Linked DNA regions of Rattus norvegicus: region 1 is linked to region 2. A link is a contact called in public Hi-C data. All regions are on one chromosome and are shown on one strand. The core of a region is the stretch at or near the end of the contact, and the rest is flanking DNA. Distances in the headings are between cores, read along the strand shown. Region 1 holds the start of Pitpnc1 (phosphatidylinositol transfer protein, cytoplasmic 1). Region 2 overlaps Pitpnc1 (phosphatidylinositol transfer protein, cytoplasmic 1).

What was found. Hi-C and Micro-C count contacts between places; a contact is called where the count stands out from the background.
Region 1: a contact with region 2 is called in a Hi-C map of Schwann cells, with 5 times the contacts expected there. The contact joins the promoter of Pitpnc1 here to the enhancer-like site in region 2. A contact is called at or near these places in 2 of 12 Hi-C or Micro-C datasets (Schwann cells and mammary epithelial cells) and 1 of 1 datasets of contacts at active chromatin or transcription factors (oligodendrocytes).

Annotation. Positions count from the first base shown.
Region 1 is chr10:92,922,685-92,929,738 of GRCr8, forward strand. Pitpnc1 (phosphatidylinositol transfer protein, cytoplasmic 1) reads right to left here and starts at 5,660. Exons shown (of 10, transcript NM_001427419.1): 1 at 4,831-5,660. The coding sequence starts at 4,878.
Region 2 is chr10:92,778,690-92,785,078 of GRCr8, forward strand. The region is part of intron 2 of Pitpnc1 (phosphatidylinositol transfer protein, cytoplasmic 1); the gene reads right to left. Among named protein-coding and RNA genes, the nearest start is that of Nol11, 140 kb to the left of the region's middle. Within about 2 kb of position 1,957, at least 1 of the 93 cell types and tissues checked has an H3K27ac peak or open chromatin away from gene starts, as enhancers often do. A contact at or near this core is called in Schwann cells, where this site is marked.

The DNA of each region.
Region 1 (7,054 bases), core at 4,410-6,909, 150 kb after region 2:
TTAGGGATATAACATCTTCTACCAACAGGCATCAGATAGAGAGAGGGGGGGGGAGAGAGAGAGAGAGAGAGAGAGAGAGAGAGAGAGAGAGAGAGACTGTAGCCCTTACGGCACCCATGAAGCAGGATTCACGGGAGAAACCAGAAGCCCTATTTCAGCGCAGTCTCTACATTATCTATGGGTCAAGCAAGCAAAGGAATGAGCCCTCTGCAAGCCTGGAGCCCTCTAGAAAACAAGACATCGGAGTTGGGGATTTAGCTCAGTGGTAGAGCGCTTGCCTAGCAAGCGCAAGGCCCTGGGTTCGGTCCCTAGCTCCGAAGAGAAGAGAAAAGAAAGGAAAAGAAAAGAAAAGAAAAGAAAAGAAAAGAAAAGAAAACAAGACATCGTGATCACACACATCATGGCTAATAAACAGCACTTCCAAGTCTAAAATTCTAGAATCCAGATGTCTCACCATCCCCCACCTCCTCCCACTGCTTAACAACTTCCCAATGGGCTTTCACTTGACTCAGAGCTGACTGTATTTAACACCAGCGAAGTTTTCTATTTGTTTTGTTTGCTTGTTACTGTTTTTAATTAAAGTTAACCCATGAAGGGTAAGGAAAGTCTCATCCAGAAGGTACTTTGCCACCAAGCCGAATAACTTGGGCTCTATCCTCTCTTGGAATAAGGAGAGACCCTGCTCCTATAGGTTATCTGGACCTCTGCATACATCCCAAGCGCACACACACACACACACACACACACACACACACACACACAAACAGTTGCAATTTTGTTTGATTGTAGAAGGTCCAAGAGAGTTCTGTCAGCAATGTGGTGATGGGATGAGCTCCAGCTCCAGAGCCTCGAGGGGAGAAAACAGAGGAAGAAACAGGCAGATCTCTGGGGCTCACTGCCCCACCTAGCGTAGCTGACTTGGCAAATGGTTCCAGGCCAGTTTAAGGCCTCATCTTAAAAAAAAAAAAAGTTATCTGAGAAAGGGCAGCCAAGGTTATTCTCTGGCTTTGGCTTCAACTTGTATACCAGCATATATAATCTCAATTAATCCATGGAATGATACTTTTAAATTCCTTACACTGAAACTCTCAATCTACCCCCTCCTCGTGTGTGTGTGTGTGTGTGTGTGTGTATCTATCTGTGTGAGTTGTGTGTCTGTCCATGTGTCTGTCTGTATGTCTGTCTGTGTTGAGTGTATGTGTTTGAGTCTGAGTCTATCCGTGTGTGTGTGTGTGTGTGTGTGTGTGTGTGTGTGTGTGGCGCTGGTGACAAACCCAGGGCCTCAGCCTCCTCAGCGAGCCTTCCTCCACTGAAGCACATACAAGCATACCATTAACACCCTGCTTCAGACAAAAGCTCAGTGTTATTCCCCCCCCCCCCCCCCCCCCCCCCCCCCGTCTCACGGAGCTGTTCTCTTTCCTGGAACTGGGGAACATTTTATGTGTTAAAGTAAGACTGGAGAGAGAGTAGAAGTCAATACTATCTGTAACAATTCAAAGGCCCCTGGTTTTTTTTATTTCGATGACAGGGCTGACTGTATCTGTTTTCAAGAAATGATTTTCTTTTCCCTGGATTAAACACTGCAGAGCTCGGGGAAAGGGAAAACAAGTAAAGACATTACCAACATGCTCCTCCTCGCTTTGCCATTAACTAGTTTTGCAGCCGGGAACACAGCATTTAACCTTGTTCTGCAGGGGAGGGGGCAGAGAGAAAGTTTCATGGCTGACTTCAAACTTATTTTATAGCTGAGGATGACCCTAAAGTTTCCAATATCTCTCTCCAGCTCCCATCTCCCTACCACTGGGATCACTAGTATTTATCACTGTAGCAACCATGACAGGGATTCCCAGAGGCCACATGGGGTCAGGGGAGAAAGAAAAGGGACAGTGACCAGACAATGACTCTCCAAATCCCAGGCAGGCGCTTCCTTGGCAAAATCCAGTGAGTGCTACTAATTAACATCCAAAGTTAATCAGGAGCAAGCGCCAGAAGGTCCACACAGGTTGCACCAAGTCCAAAGGGAGTCAGAGGCTGAAGCAGGAGTGGAGCTCCCAGAGACTGTTTGATTTGCAGTAACGTCTTCTGCAGCCAGACACTTAGTTGCTCCCCAGCATTGAGTGTTAAGGCCGGCCAGCAGGGCACCACCATGGGACGGGGAGGCTGTGGGGTGGACTACAGTTCAGCCTCTCTATAAAGTGTCTGACATCTAGCCAGCCAAGTCTGCCTTCCTAACCCATCAACTGATTCGGCTAATTCAAAAAAATTTTTTTTCTGTCTGAGACCGCCCATCTAAACTGGCTTCGCATCTCTGATAAAACGTGGAGCAATTTCACAATAAGACCTCAGGCCGGGGATGTAGCTCAGAGGCAGAGGTTGAGCCTGCCCTGCTCAAAGCCATGTTCAACCTCCAGAACCACAAAGAGAATGAAACAAAATGAAAAGAAAAGGTAAAAAATTCAGAATATGACCTCACAGACTCATCCTTACTTTGGTCTAAGTAAGTTTCACGTTAAGCAATTTAATAATTATCCTATAGGTAGAGTCTGGCTTCCTTGGCCAATTAAGAAAGGTCATTCTAGACAGGTGTGGCAGTGCACACTTTTAATTCCAGCACCCGAGAGACAGCAGAGTCAGGCAGATCTCTTAGTTTGAGGCCAGTCTAAGCTACAGAGAAACCCTGTCTCAAGAAAGAAAAACAAAGAAAGAAAGCAAGGAAGCTGGGCTGGAGAGATGGCTCAGTGGTTAAGAGCACCGACTGCTCTTCCAAAGGTCCTGAGTTCAATTCCCAGGAACCACATGGTGGCTCACAACCATCTGTAATGGGATCCGATGCCCTCTTCTGGTGTGTCTGAGGACAGCGACAGGGTACTTGTAAAGTTAAAAAAAATTCTTGAAAGAGAGAGAGAGAGAGAGAAGGGGGGAGGGAAAGCCACCCCCTAAACCTCTCAAATGTAATTACTACACCGAATACTTAAACGTCGGGGGAATGCTCTAGCAGTTAAGAAAGGCGGAGCCAGGTGACATACACTTAATCCCAACAGACAGGTCTCCGAGTTGAGTTCGAAGCCAGTCCAGTCTCCGGTCTAGACAGTGAGTTCTAGGACAGCCAGGACTACATAGAACCTGACTCATTATTTGACTGAGTCGGCGAGCGCCCTAGGGATTGCACAGTCCCATCTATTACCACAGTCAAAGCTTCCAAACGGATTGGAAGCATGCGGACACCCCCAGGTCCGGTCGCCCTGGTCCTGCTCAGCAGTTCCAGAGGTGGGAAGACAGCATGTCCACAAAGCACCAGCACCAGGGAGGGGAGGGGTGTGTACGTCCATTCCCATTCATTTGCCTTTCTCCATCCTCCACAAAGCCGTACGCTGCTTCTTCATTGATAAGGTTAAGAGGCACCTAACTACCGCTTAAAACCCAGCTCAAAATGCTGCCACCCCAGAAATGCTAGCAAACTCTAAAGCTTGTTGATAAGGCTGGGGGTGGGGAGTGGGGCGTGGCTAAACTATCCCTCTCAGTCTTTGGCAGCCAGTGTCGAGTGTCAAGTGTTTTGTAAACTTTAGGCTACTTTGATCTTGCCTGGGAGGGTCCTAGGGTCTCTCTCACCTTAACACAGGCGCCAGATGCCGAAGGAAGATTACTACCACCATCCCGGTAAGGGTGGGGGGTGGGGGGCAGCCATAGTCTTTGACTGAGTAACACAAAAGCACAAGGCCCCTTTCACAAAGTAGTGAATAGATCACATGTCTGATAGATTAAATGCACCGGTTTTAAATACAAATACGTCGTGGATCGCTGATTTCATTTGTTGCCACACCAAACCACAGGATTCTTTTTTCAAACTGCCTTGTTTGGCTTCATATTCTGGCTATGTGGCCCTAGACAGACGCAAAGCACTTATGAAATATCCAAAGAGGTGGGGAGAAAGGGGAACGAAAACGAAGCCCGGGCCGGAGTGACCCTCACTGAGTCACCGTTTCCTCAATGGCGGAGCTCGCTGTTGGGGCGGCAGGGGGGGAGGTCGGGGGGGCGGAGGAAGAATCGGAAGAATGCAAGCTGACCTGCGCGTGGAGGCCGAGCCCTTGAGCAGGGAGCCCCCTACCCTGCAGCCCCGATACTCAGAGCCGGGAGGGCTGGGCCCGACGGCCTGGAGCGCCCTCCGGTGGCCGCGCCGCGGGCCCCACCACTGGGGCTCTTCCTAAGACCACGCTCCCCGCCGCGGAAGGAACGAGACACGCAGAAAGTTTCCGAGCCAGGCGGTCAGCAAAGGACAAGCCAGGTCCCGGAGGGAGCCTGGATGCTCGGACTGGGCAGGAGCCAGCGCCTAGACTGGAGGCGACAAGGAGAAATCTGGTTCTAAACGGACCCTCTCTAGGCCTCCGACGTGCCCCCAGGAGGGACTCTCGGCAGATCCCGACCGCGCGGGATATGTCCCTGCAAACCCACCTCGTAAAGGGTACATGGGGACAGTGGCTATCACCACGGCGGGGTACCCCGATACTCCGGCTGCAGAGCATGCTTGGAGTCTTGTACTCTGTGCATTTGCTTAATTGGAGGGAGGGGGCGCAACAGCTCCCTGTGACGCATTGTGGTCCCCAGTAATCTGATTCTAGATGTCCCCGAAGAGCTCACCTGGACTCCCCCGCCCCACCCCCACGCCTCCTTTCCTCTGCCGGGGTGACGAGTGGGAACAGCGAATCCCCAGCCTCCTCCCCTTACAGCCTCCAGGTTTGGGCGCCAGGGTTTCCCCGCCGCACGCAGTGGACCCGCCGGCCGAGTGGTGGCGGCTGGGGACCCGAAGCGGGCGAGGCCGGGCGCGGTGCCTACCTCGTCCACGGTGAGCGGCATGCAGATTCGGTACTCCTTCAGCAGCATGTTCCTGCCGGCCGCGGACCCCGGGAAAGAAGGGGGCGTCCCAACTGATGAGCAAGGCTGGAGCCCAGTGGAGGGCAAAAACGCTGGGAACCGGAGAGCGAAGCAGCCGGGGTGGTGCGCTCAGCTCCTAACTGCCTCCGGTCCGCCCCAGAGCATGTCAAGCTTCGGGTCCCGGTGTCTGTGACTCCCCCGCCTCCTTCCTCGCAGAGATCAGCTCTCCCGGTATTGCAAAGTCAGGCACTGAGGGAGGGAGACCCGCGGGAGACAGCTCCGATCAGCAGCCCCGGGCTGGTAGGCGCGGCTACCAGATCAGGACATGCCCGGCGGCGGGCAAGAGAGGCAAAAGGAAGGGGAAAAGGGATTTCCACAAATTCAAACAAATGCACAAAAGTCGCCCTCTCGATCCTCCTCCGAAAGCAGAGCTGAACCTGGCGAGCTCCCTTTTCTCCTACCCGTCTACCCTGGGTTAATGTCACCAGGAACACATTGCCGCGGGAGCCGGCGATGCTGACTTTCCAAACAAAGGCTCGATGGGCTCCTCTCCCCGGGCGGTAAACAAGATTTCCTGCTCTTTTTTAGGGCCAGTCCCCGAGTCTCTCCGGAGCTCAGCTGAGAGAGAGAAGGGAAACCGTGGCCGCCAGGGCTCTGCCCTGCTCTGGGCCCCGGGTGTCTTCAACCTCGGCGGTTGGCTGCCAGCGCCTTGCGCGCGTCCCCTCCCCCGAGTCCCTCGGCTCTGCGAGCTCCGTGCGTGCCCGTGAGTTTGCAGCCAGCTCGCCGCGACTGGAGAGTCCGCGCCGAGCTGCAGTGTGCCTGGGGCAGGGAGGTGGGTGCGGGAGGAGCGAGAGCGACGAGGCTGACATCAGCAGCGGCCGCGGCGGGGAGGGTAGCCCCATCCGGCCAATGGGGAAATGGCAAAGAATGTGGAGGATTTAAACAAAACAGCATGTCTCTCCCCGTCTGCTGCCAGACAGCCTGGGCTGTCCCAGAACCTAGAGCGGCTAGCGACGAAGAGAATCGCAAAGAGGGGCTATCCTGGACTCTGACAACGTTGGGATCTGTTTTCGAATGTACTCTGGGTGCCATGGGGCTCTCGAGTTAGTCGCTCTGGAAACTCAGTTTCCAAAGTGCACTAGTGCCCCTTGACTTTGGGGGTGGGAGCGTCTTTACAAATGCTCACAGCGAACATTTTTCTCTCTGATAGGGTAAGGCAAGGCCGAGGGCAAAAGAGGTGATGGTTTTACAGTATGTTTTTCTAATATGTTTTTAAGACGGAATCCTCCAGCAGTGTTGGTAAAAACAAAGTATAAATGCTCGCGCGCTCACATCACACACACACACACACACACACACACACACACACACAGAGAGAGAGAGAGAGAGAGAGAGAGAGAGAGAGATTGAGATTGAGATTGCCTGTTACCTCTTTCTCCCTGGCTCTACAATCCTACTGCAAGCTTCCCAGAGCAGAAAGAATAGGTTTTCGTGTCAGCACTCCTAAGTTCAAAAAGTCACAGTGAAATGTCAATTAAAATGCCTGGGGTGTTGGTATTTCATCCATATTAAACAGATCTCTCATTTTAACCACAAGAAGCACATTCTTCGGTTACTCAGGAAGCAGCATGTAACTGCTGAAGTCTGGTTTTCATTTGTCTGACTTTTTTTTTTTAGCTTGTTTTCCTAAAAATGGAAAAAAAATATGCATCCAGTGCCTATAGGAGGATAATCTGTAAGCATCACTGGCTCTCACGTATAGATGTGCGTGCGTGTGTGTGTGTGTGTGTGTGTGTGTGCTTGTGAACTCCGGAAACCTGTATCCACCCATAGAGCTTGCATAGGGCAAGGCAGACTATGCAGGCCTCAATAATACAGATGTTAAAATTATGCTCAGTAGGTCACTAAGCAACATAATGGGAATGGGCTCTGGCTAAAGTTGTCTAGATGACCCAAGTTTAGAACTCAGGGAACATGATCCACCCTGCTAGGAAAAGGACACCCTAATTCTAGCTTATATTTTGGTTAAGAAAGAAAGAAACAAAGAAAAAATATTTTCTAGATAAATGCTTCCCATAGTTGGCTCAGAAATATTTACAGCAGCTAATTAAAGCCAAACCGAATTCCTTGAGAACTGTGTTTGTTTTTGCTTTTGTTTTGTTTTTGAGATAGGGTTACTCCGTGT
Region 2 (6,389 bases), core at 707-3,206:
TGTGTTCACACGCGCACTCATATGTATATGTCTGGGGTGAGTGTGTGCGTGTGTGTTTGTGCGTGTGGCTTCTGGAGAGGCTTAACCGAGGAGGAGGAGGAGAGATCCACTTTAATGTGGGTAGCACCATCCCACTGGCGGGATCCTGGATTGACAGGAAAGGAATCTGCAAGCTCAGCACCAGCGTCCAAGCCTGTGCTTCCCATGGCGGACACCATGCAGCCATCCGCTGCCCACTCTGCTGCCTGGCCTTCTCCACCATGAAGGACGGTACCGGCAACACTGTGAACCAGAGTAAACCCTTTCTTCCTTCAATCACTTGACAGGTATTTCTCCATGGCAACAAGAAAGGTAACTAATACAAGCCCTCGAAATTCCCTTCTCTGATGTGGAGCATGAGTGACAAGCACAGCCGGAATGTCTTCTCCAGTCCCTCCCACCCCTATCCCCCCCCTCTCTTGAGAGAATCCAGAACCTAACATTTGAAAAAGACAAATGTGTGTTTTCAATAGCTTGCCAGACCGCACTCAAAGTTCTGGGATGTTTATTAGGGTTCAAACAAATAAAGGTTAAAAAAAAAAAACCCAACCCCAAGCTCTCTCCAAGCTGTGTGAGGGAGCGGCTGTGGTGGGCTTTGCTCTCAGGTGTCCCGTGAAGGGGGAGCAGATGCCTTCTCGTTGCCTAAGTCTGCTCGAACTTGGATTTCTCGCTCCTATAAAATTGTCTCTGCAGAAGCCGCTCATTACCTTGCATTCACACTTCTCAAAGGATGGCTGCTCCCTGACAGGGGCTTTTTATAGTTTCTGCTGATGGCTGCGTCCATCAGACGCTGGCTGGCGCTGGAGTGCAACTGAGGTAGGGAAATCCCGCTGGCTTGCTTGCCGCCAGTCACATGAGCCAGACTTCCTCTGGGTTCCTTGTTTGTACCGAGAGCACAGGACCAGTGAACAGTAGAGGGACATGTGGGTTCTAGTCATAGGAGCATTTTCTGGTGACTTATTTTTTTTTTTTTAAAGATAAATTCTCAAATACTCCAGGCTGGCTTTGAACTCACTATCTTATCCCAGATGACCTTGAATTTCTGGTTTTCCTCCCTCGGCCGGTGCAGTGAGAGGGCTGCAGATGTGTGCTCCATGCCTGGTTTATGTGTCTCTGGGGATGACACTCAGGGCTTTGAGCATGCTAGGTATGCATCCCACCATCTGAGCTACTGCCTCAGAGCCCTTCTGATCCTTTTAATGAACAGGGTTGAACAAAGAACTTTTGAGCTTAGACAAAGGAAGAGCATTTCCCTACAGCTCTGGGCCTGTTCACCACCGTCCTCTTGTAGGAAACAGTTCCATGTTCATTTTACGTATCCTCAAATCTACTGGGTGCTCCTCTCACATCTACCATAACCCAGCCCTTGTATCATCCTAGAACCCTGCAGAACGACTGTCCTAAGCATCCATCAGATTGTGGGAGGAAGATGAAAACCATCAATCAGCCAGTTTCCATACTCATTGAGACTGACGAATTCTACCAAAGCCAGGACGCCACAGTCTAGTTTTAATTTTTACTATTCACCCAACAACTCCTCACAGACGTCAGGGAGTGACATCATCAATTATTTTTTTCGACATGGGGCCCTAAAAAAATAATCATTCAGTCAAGGTGAAGTTACAACTCCGTGTTAATGTTCTCCCTCGACCCATTAGAAGATCCTGGTCTAAGTCATTTACCGGGTTAAAGGCAGGGGCATTTGTGACAAGCTCTGAGATGTGTTTGCTACAATCTGGGTGCTGTGGTGGTTAGTGTTAACTGTCAGCTGGTCTTGGGCCTGCCTGGAAAGGATTCTCTTGAGTACACTAGGGAAGACATGACCACCGTGGCTGGCACCAATGCCTTCTAGGAACCCTGGACTGTATAAAATGGAGAAAATGAGCCAAGTAGTAGCTTATGGTCTTTGTTTTCTACGGATGGAATGTGGCTAATGCTTCAAGTTTCCGCTGCCTTGACTCATTCACTATGGTGGGCTGGAGGTTGGAAGCGTTCTCAAACTGCTTCTGTCAGAGAATTATACCACAGTGACGTGAAAAGAAACTAGGACAGATATCAAAAGACTCTCCCCAAGGGCTGGAGAGATGGCTCAGTGGTTAAGAACACTAGTTACTCTTCCAGAGGCCCTGAGTTCAACTCCCAGCCACCACATGGTGGCTCCCAATCATTTATATAGGGATCTGAGGTCCTTTTTCTGGCATGAATCCATGAATTCTCTGGGACAAAGCACTCCTATATTTTTAAAAAAATACATAAAAAAGTTCCACATAAAGGCACTAGTGTTGAAGGCCTGGTCCCCAGGGGGGTGCTATTGGGAAAAGTCAAAAGTGGTTCAAGGAGAGGAGGCTAGGTTATTGGGTGGGGGGTGGAGGGGGAGCAGGGAATGTGGAACCCTAGCCCTCTCTTCCTCCTTTTAGTTCCTGACATATGCTGCCCCCTCCCCTACTGACACTTGGCATCTCACGGATGCTTGGCCCACTCCACCATGTTCCAGAACCTCTAACACTGTGAGCTACAAAAACCCTTTACTCTTTATAAGTTCATTACCTTGGGTATTTGATTATGGCAACAGAGCTGACTAACGCAGCGCCATTAAAGCACTGTTAAGCCCGCTAACAGACTTTCTTTCAGCCCCAGCTTCCCCAGAACACATCGTTATTTGAATCATTCTGGCCTGAGAAGGTGAAATTTATCTTTCCCTGCAGTGATGATTTAGCGGGGCCTGAAAGGAACATGGAATTAAATTAGTCCCTGCCACTGTTGTCACTTAAATGATGTACACTGTCACATAGCCCACAATTCTGAGAGAAAGTCTGTCACTCAAAGTCACTACCAGATGGGAAAGAAGGGGCTCTTTTCTAGGAAGGTAGAGTGTCTGAATTAAGTCCTTGCTTCACACATGGGCCAGGATGGACCCTTATAATGGCCTGTCTTAACAGCCTGGAGCCCTAGCAACGCTACACTGTGGAATGTGAAAACATGCTGTGTGGGTGACACTGCCTCTGCCTCTGCCTCACAGTCCTTAGATGCTTTTGTCCATGCTCCTCACAGACTTTGAACACTCTGTCCGCATTTGTTCATGCGTGTGAGTGGTGTGTGTGTGTGTGTGTGTGTGTGTGTGTGTGTGTATGAGCACGCACTCACATGCTCTCTGTCTCTGTCTGTCTCTCTGTCTCTGTCTCTCTGTGTCTGTCTGTCTGTCTGTCTCTCTATCTCTCTCCTGTTCAACTGGACATACAGTGACAGTCTCTGTTTTTGTCTCTACGCTGACCCATTCCCCTCCTCGCTTCTTCACTGCTGTGCATACCGGGCTGGCTCTAGAGCATCTGGGGATTCTGTCTCTACCTCCCATCTCGATGTAACAAGGCTAAAGCTGCAGACAAGCACACTGTGTCTGGTTTTTCACCTGTGTTCAGGTGGCGCCCATGAGCCATCTTCCCAGCCCTCGTTTGTGCCCCTACTGTGGTGGTTATTCGGCAACACAGAAAGGCAGAGTTTACGGACGAGAGTGCCCTCTCCTGTGAGAGGCGGGTCTGCCTTAATTTCGCATGCAGAAACTATGCAGAACTCAAGCTCCCTGAATCTGAACATAAACATCGCTCACATCTTAATGAGATTTTTGCATTGGGTGTAGGGAAAGGGGCTAGCCTGGTACAAGCCTTTGGAAGCCTGGGCTGGAACCGCATTAGGCCATGTCATCAGCAGGCCGGAAGCTTTAAGGAGCCAATTGTTCACTTCAGCAGTATCTTCAGGCCCGAGGCAAATCCACTGGCCCCATGCGTGCTAGAATGTCACTGGGGCAGTTGGGCAGGGATGGAGGTGACCGAAGGGGGGCAGCAGCAGTACTTCTGACATGTTCTCAAGTATTAAGTTGGGGACAGAATGAAATAGCAGGTAAGGAGGAAGTCTCTCACACACAAACAATAGTACTCTTCAATGGCTTTCTTTCTGTTTCTTCCCATATCTGTAAATACACATGTGTATGACGCAGCCATGAAGACACTCCCTATATTGATTGTGTGATATGTTATTTACACAGTGTATATAGACCATAGAGTCTAAAATAATATTCTGATTACTGTAGTTAGAGCGCACTCTCTGTTCTTCCCAACTAGACTGCAAGGCCTGACAGTGTGGGGACCTTTCTTTCTTTTTTTTTTTTTCCAAAGATTTATTTACACTGTCTCTCTCTTCAGATGCACCAGAAGAGGGCATTACAGATGGTTGTGAGCCACCATGTGGTTGCTGGGAATTGAACTCGGGACCTCTGGAAGAGCAGTCAGTTCTCTTCCTGCTGAGCCATCTCTCCAGCCCGTGGAGACCTTTCTTTTGTTCATTGTTGCAGCCCTGGCATCTAGAATGGCATTAGCTGACATATGTGTATGTGTACATGCATGTGCATGTGTACATATATGTATGTGCATATGCATAAGTATATATGTGTGTTTCCAGAATCTCGCCCTGATACATAAGTATTCTTATCACTGACTCCATCTCCAGACTCCACAATTTTTAGTTCTTATGAGCCTGGTGTACATGCACGTGTGTGTCCGAGGGTGGGACATGTGTGGGCGCCAGAGGAGGATGTGCGGGGAGGGTCTCTATCTGTCACTCTTTACCTTATTCCTTGAGACAGGCTCTCTCACTGAACTTGGGAGCCTGGCTGTGGCCAGTGAGTTCCCACAATCCTCCTGTTTCACTCTCCATCATTATTAGAGTTAGTGGGCTTCACAGCCATATCTGGCTTTTAACATAGCTGCTGGAACCCAAACTCAATGTTACCCATTGAGCCATCTCCCCAGTCCTGCAAAATATTTTCTAGTGACTGAGGATCATCTCTGTGTATCTAGAAATCAATAATGACCACGAAGATTCTCTGAGAATCCATGGAGAAAGGCAATTAGGTCAGAGAGTCTGACACTTTCTCTGTCACCTGTTGCCTGGACAGCAGGCTCTGACAAAGCCACCCACGCTTTGCTGGGCATGGAGCTGACTCTGAGGAGGATCTGGGAAATGGCATTGGCTTGCTCAACAGATCAGGAAGAGGTTGGCGCACAAGAAGGAGAAATGGGAAAGACAGACTGCAAGAGTTACTGCTAAGTAACAGGGCCAGCCAGTGATGACGCATCCTTGGTGAGGACTTCTAGAAGCTTGGCCCTCTCCTACAAAAGTTGCTAGATGCTGGAGAGATTGCAGGGGAAGGCGAGGGCCATGTGGAGGGAAGAACATGGCTGTCTTTGTACACATCGAGTCAGGAAGGTAATGGGATCATCACTGGAAGCCGGTCTTCCTGACGGACAGATGCTGTTATGGCCTAATTAATCCTGAAGTCAGGATGGTGGGGAAACGTGAAGAATAAGGGCTGTGCTGTGCATGCATCCTGTTGATGAGACACACTTCTCCTGCCTAGAAGCAAACCTAAGGGGGCAAGAGCTTGTTGTGGCTCAAGGAGTACAGTTCATCATGGTGGAGAAGACACAGAGGTAGGGAACCTAGGCTGCTGGACAGATTGTCTCCACAGTGAGCAGGAAGAACGTGGCAAATGCTGATGTCTGTCCCGTTCTCTTCTTCAAGTGGCTGGGACCTCATTTAGGCCTGGTCTTCTCACTTCAATTAACCCCCAAGCTAACCTGATTCAATCTCCCATAGACGGGTCCAGAGGCTTATCTTTTAGGTGGCCTTAGATTCCCCGAAGGTGACAGTTACCATTCAGTACCACACGCACCTCCCACATTACCAGGAGAAGAGTTTAATTATAATCGCTATCCCGGAATCTGACTAATATTTTGTCTCCTCTCTTGGATGTCAGGTTGAAACCAGGGATTTTGTAGGTGAGCCAAGAAATGTTGCTTACTTGGTGAAAGGAACCGGATCTAAGGCCCAAGGGCAACCAGTCAGAGTATTGTGACGGTGCCCATGTGATGGGCTTTTATATCCTAACACCTGGCCAGCCAAATCCACCAGATGCTCCAAAATGTCAGTCACGGCCAACAGGGCACTCGCCTAGTGAAAAGGGCTGGAGGATGGAATAACCCTGCTGTCCCTGGAAAAGAAGAGGGGACTTCTAAGATAAATGGCACCCAACTAGACAGACACTCTGCGAAAGAAAAGTATACAATGGCCAGAGTGTGTAAATAGATGGCTGACGTTGTGGGTCATGAAAGACCTGCACACTAGAAGAGACTAGAGCGATGGCTCAGTGGGGAAATGTGCTTGCTGCACAATCGTGAGGACCTGAGTTCAAATCCCATGAGCCCACGTTGATAGCTGAGTCTGGTTGCATAGCCCTGGGTGTAGTTAGTGTACAAAATGGTAAGTTTCATTGTGAGATTTTCATATATATACCATGG